Linked DNA regions of Oryctolagus cuniculus: region 2 is linked to region 1. The links are chromatin contacts, called in public Micro-C maps. All regions are on one chromosome and are shown on one strand. Each heading gives the region's core, a stretch centred on a gene start, on an enhancer-like site or on the middle of the called end of the contact. The rest is flanking DNA. Distances are from core to core; before and after follow the strand shown. Region 1 holds the start of NCOA2 (nuclear receptor coactivator 2). Region 2 holds the start of LACTB2 (lactamase beta 2).

The links. Hi-C and Micro-C count contacts between places; a contact is called where the count stands out from the background.
Region 2: a Micro-C map of ear pinna shows a contact between it and region 1, with 6 times the contacts expected there. The contact joins the promoter of LACTB2 here to the promoter of NCOA2 in region 1. A contact is called at or near these places in 2 of 6 Hi-C or Micro-C datasets (ear pinna and an unstated tissue).

The regions. Positions count from the first base shown.
Region 1 is chr6:96,093,004-96,095,699 of mOryCun1.1, forward strand. NCOA2 (nuclear receptor coactivator 2) reads right to left here and starts at 1,393. Exons shown (of 24, transcript XM_070075149.1): 1 at 1,260-1,393.
Region 2 is chr6:96,386,268-96,388,963 of mOryCun1.1, forward strand. LACTB2 (lactamase beta 2) reads right to left here and starts at 1,306. Exons shown (of 7, transcript XM_002710464.5): 1 at 1,027-1,306. The coding sequence starts at 1,148. XKR9 (XK related 9) reads left to right here and starts at 1,333. Exons shown (of 5, transcript XM_002710465.5): 1 at 1,333-1,581.

The DNA.
Region 1 (2,696 bases), core at 143-2,642:
CGGGGGCTGCCTCCCCCTTCGCCCGGCTCCCACCCTCCGCTGCAGCCGCTCCGCGTTTCCATTAAAGAATGCACCTTTCGCGATTTCACCTTCCCGGCTCAGCCGCGCTCCGCCCGACGAGGAGGGGGGGCTGGAGCCTCGATCCTCCGCGACCCCGCGCCGGGCCGGGCGGCAGACCGCTCGCTCCTCGGGGCGGGGGCCGCGCCCGCACCCCCGGCCTCCCCGCCGCGCCTCGGCGCTCACCTCCAGCCCGCGCCGCGGGGCTGCAGTCTCCGCCCGCCTCGCGCTCCGGGACTCGTCTCCCGAGCTCTGGCAAGGCGCTGGAGCGCCTCCTTTCTCTCCCGGGGACTCCGCGTCTCCCCGCCGCTTCCCGCCCTCCCCACCCCCCTCCCTCCCCAAGCCCCAACTCCCCAGCTCCGCGGCGCCTCGGGGATGCAACTCCCGTGCTCCGCGCACTCCGGCGGCGGTGCCCGCACACAAAAACAGCCCTCTCGGAGGCGCACGGCTCCGCCGGGCTCGGCGCAGGAAGGGCAGTCGCGGCCGGGGGTGGGGACGCGGCGCCCCCCGCCCGCCGCCCGCCTCCCGCCCGCCCTCGCGGCCCCCGGGGAAGGCGCGGTTACCGGCTCGGGTCGGTCACGCCGTCAGGTGCCTGCTGCCGTCGGCGCTGACCTTCGCCGCCGAAGCCGTAGCGGAGGCTGCGGCCGCCATGTTCCCGTGTTAATAACTGCTGCCTGGTTGTTTATTTCAATGGAGATCCTCCCCCAAACCCTCCTCCTCCTCCTCCTCCTCCTCCTCCTCCTCCTCGTCGGCGTCTCTGCACTTGCGGAGAGAGACACAGACCGCGCGAGCTCGCGAGCAGGGGAGGGGGCTCGGGAGCCAGGCCGGCCCTCCCTCCGCCTCCCCGGCTGTGGCCGCCGCCAACTCCTGTCACTGGGGAGAGGACGGGGCGGAAACTTGCCTCCCGCGCCGCCGGGCAGGGGGCAGAGGTGGACAGAGGGTTCTCCGGGGTGCAGACCCTGGCCGCGGAGTCTGCAGCATCTCCGTCGGCAGAGCCCCCCCCCCCCCTCCGAGAAGGCGGCCTGGGGGAGAGGTGATGAGTGAGGGGGCAGGGGACAAAATGGGTGACTGGCGGAGGGAGGGTGACCTATGCGTGACTGGAAGTGAAGGGAGAGCAAACAGAGGACTCCATGGGAGGGCAAAGGGCAGTGCCAAAAAAGAAAGCTAGTGGGACAGGCCGGGACCGCAGAATGGAGTGGCACCTTGGGGGGGCCGCAGACGGCGAGGGCGGCTGAGGGTTCCAGGTTCCCGCAGAGAGGAGCCCCGCGCCCGCGCTGCGGCTGCCGGCACCCCTCGGGGGGCTCCCCTGCTCCGCGCAGTCCCGCTCGCTGCCGTCGCGGATAGGCTGCGGGCGCGTCTCAGGGAGGGGTGGGGGCGCGGCTGCGCCAGGCGAGCTTAAAGGGGTGCGACCCCGCAGTTGCGTGATCAAGCAAAAGCTGCACGCGGGGTTTTGAGGACCTAAGCTGGCTGGGCCTTCTCTGCACGCCATGAAATCGCAAAAGTTATCGAAAAGACTGTAGACATCAGTGAGGCGTTGCGAGGGAGCGAGGAGGGAGGGGAAGAGACCCAAGAAATCGACACCCCCGGAAAGGCGAAAATTCCCATTTGAGTGTTGCTTAGACGGATCAGTTTTATGCTTCGGAAAAGCAAGTTTTGTGGGTTTTTTTTTTCCCAACTTCTTGGATATGAGTAGTTGGGGGGAAAAATGAGCAACGTTTGTGTTACAGTAGTTACCAAAGTATCAGAGGAACACGTTTTCTTATTTTTAGTCTCATAATAAGAAAGGTTGCCTTCCTGGAGAACAGTAATGTGTATTGAATACTTTGTGTCTGTGGTAAGTGATTTATATACACTGTAAGTTTTAGTCTTCAACTTTACAAAGTAATTATTTTTATAATTCACACACACAAATTGAAGCTTAAAGAATTTGCCTAGGGTCACACAGCCAGAAGTTGGACAGGATTTTCACCCAGTTCTGATGAGCTCCAAGCACCCCCGCCTTTCACCGCATCTTTAACCTCAAATTTGTGAGAAGACCACCAATTTCATTTGGAGAAGGGGATGGGGGAGTGCGTGTGTGGGTTTGACTTCGGAGAGAAAATGCTTGGAAGGTTTTAATGTTAGCACTGGGACTTACAGTAAGAAGTGTGTGTGTAATGAAGTGCTTCCACTTTTTATTTTGTACACTTACCTAGTGTTTGAAATGTGCGCATTTACCGTATGGTAACATAGTCATTTAAAAAAAAAAAAGATTTTCAAGTTTAGCTCTCATGATAGCCGTCTTCTTCCACTAATACCAATCTAGAGTGCTCCTACAATAAAGCAGTACTCACCTGGGGGCTGTGGCACTGTTGGACTGCTTTTTCCTTTCCTGTCCTCACCCCCAGCTGGGAGTTATCAGGAGTTGTGATAAAGTTCCTCCTTGCTGTGGAGCCCTCCCTTTTTTGGCAGAAGTCCAGAGTCCATCAGTCCTCTGCAAGAGGAGATTTCACACTTTCCAAAATCTACCGTGATGTCTGTGCAAACAAATGACTCCCCATTGCATTTCCATGTCACTCAATAAAACTTCTTACAACTTGCTCAAGATACAGGACGGTTTCTACAAAATAGCAAACAGAAAAGCTGACAGCATAGCATGA
Region 2 (2,696 bases), core at 56-2,555, 290 kb after region 1:
GTACACACACAGACACACACACACATACACAGATCTGGCTCACTCCCCAGTTGGCCCCAGGAGCCAGAAACTTCTTTCAGGTCTCCCAATGAGTGCAGGGGCCCAAGCACTTGGGCCATCTTCCACTGCTTTCCCTGGCCATTAGCAGGAAACTGGATTGGAAGTGGAACAGTCTGGACTCGAACCAGCCCCCACCTGGGGCCCAAGTACTTTGGCCATCTTCCACTGTTTCCCAGGCCAGTCGCAGTGAGCTGGAACCAAAGTGGAGCTGCCAGGACTCCAATTGGTGCCCATATGGGATGCCAGCATTATAAGCCCAGCTTAATTCTCTAGGCCACAACACCAGTCCTATCTGCAAACTTTTTGAGGTACCCTACTACTCTGCAGTGAAACATACCTCCCCACGTCTGCATAATTTCATTAACAATGCAACTGAATAAAAGAAAAATATCTCCTTAGAAACAGAGATGTCTCCCCTCTTCAAAACAACCCAAACAAGGTCACATACAATTGAAACAAATCAGCAAAAAATTTGTTGACTACCGTCAGAGCCTCTGGTTTCAGGGCCTCAAGCAATCTGAAAGCAAGAAAAACCTGCCCTCTGCTGCTTAGTTAAGGAAATGCCCTCAGCACCTTGAACGGAGGCTGGGAAGGGAAGTTACACTCCAGGCAAAACACCAAGAAGCCAGTTAAGCAAGACATTGTTAACGCTTTCTGGAATGCTTAAGTCCAGGGGATCTTAAATTCTCAACAGTTTAAACATGGTTACTCCAGCACCAGACATCAAGCAAAGAAAACCGGGTTTCAAAAGCAGGAAGTGAAATTTTCCTTCTTTTTAGTGATTTCTAAGTTGCCATCCCGGTGGCAGTTACTTGGCGGCGGCGTCCCGGGAACTGGGCCTGGGCATCCAGTGGTTGGTTTGCCGGGCTGGCGCCAGGACGCCGGGCGCACGCCGCAGTGGCAGCTGCGGTTCTCGCAGGTGCTGCGAGCGGGTGTGTGTGTTGGGGGAAGAGGGGAGACGTTTACCTGGAGCCGGTCCCCACCAGGTAGGTGTTAGTGCCTTGCAGGGTCATGGGACCCGGGTTACAGCCCAACACGCGTACCACCCGGCTGGACAGCCGCTCAATGCGCTGCAGAGTGGCAGACATCTCCGCCACACCAAGCCCACCGGCACGTCGCCTACTCGGCAACCCGAGCGCCGAACAGGCCTGGCGGGCGGACGGGCCGGCCGGGGCAGCGTTCACGCTACGCTGAGGAAGCCGAGAAGGCACAGATGGGCAGCTCAGCAGTGGGCGGGGCCAAGCGTCACGTGACGTCGCGCAAGTCGGAGGCGGGGATTCGGGCCGCGCGCTTGCGCCGACGGCGGCGGCGGCGGGAGGGCGTTCGCTAGCGCGTGGCCTGAGGCGGCGGGGGGCTAGGCAGGGGTCTGGGGGTGTCAAAGATCCTGGTACCTCGCCAGGAGCTCCTTGCCAGGAGTTCGTGCCAAGGCAGGCGAGTGCATCCGGGTGGATGAGAGACGTTTTTCAACCTGGGAAGTCCCGTGGTGGCGCACGGGGCAGGCAGGTGTGGTAGTTACTTAATGTGAGTACTAAGTCCCAGAAAAGCTTTCCTGTCAGGTTTTCAGGTGGCACCGGGCGTTTACGTGTGAGGAGTAGCCTGGTTGGTTTTTTTTATAGTAACCAGGACTAACTGATATTTACCAAGCACGGAGTGGCGTGCTAAGTGCCTTTCACACACACGATGAGGTAGGCACTATTTTCGTGTCCATTTTATAAATGGAAAATGGAGACTGGGAGACTTGCCCAGGTGACGGTGTCTTGTGTCTGTCTGCCTTGCATCAGCTCTGGCCTCTGCGTGGGGAGATCAGGGCGCTTGCCTCTCCCTTCCCATGTGCCCAGCTGCCCAGAGAAACGGGCTGGTTTTGTGGAGTTTTATGACCAAGATGGACTTGTCTGTGTTGAGACTTTTTTTCTAATGGGCAAAATATTAACTAACCCAGTATTGACTATTGCTTCCCCTTTACAAAGTTAAGTTATAAGTTACCTGAAAGGAAACACAAAGATCCTGTGATCAAGCCCTTCTATTTCTGACAATTATATGTCATAAATATAATATTTATATTTAAATATTTATTATTTATATATATTTAAATATTATAATTATAATACCTCAAAAACTATCCCAAAAGAGGTGTGTAATTTATCCACTATCCCAACCCATTCTTTTTTACACTTGATCTTAGCCAAAAGCGATAACCCACTCTTTTTTTTTTTTTTTTAATTGTTTAGTTATTTGTGCACATGTTCCCATCCACTGGTTCACTCTTCAAATGCCTGCAATGGGCCCTGGGTTAGGGGTCACACCAGGAGCCTTGAACTTGATCCAGATCTCCTGTGTGAATGGTGGAGATCCCAACTATTTGAGTCATCATTGCTGCCTCCTAGGGTGCGCATCAGCAGAAAGCTGGAGTCGGGAGCAGAGCCAGAACTCCACCTCCCGAAACCAGGCTCTCCAATGAGTTCCGCCAGTGGGAGTCCTAAGTGCTAGGTCAGATGCCCACCCCCATCCTCCGTGTTTTTTCTTTTAAAAGAACTCTGCTGAAAGGGTATTTGGCACAGTGGTTAAGTTGCTTGGGGGGCCCCTGCCCCTTATTGGTGTGTCTGGTTAGAGTCCTCATTACTCTGCTTGTGATCCAG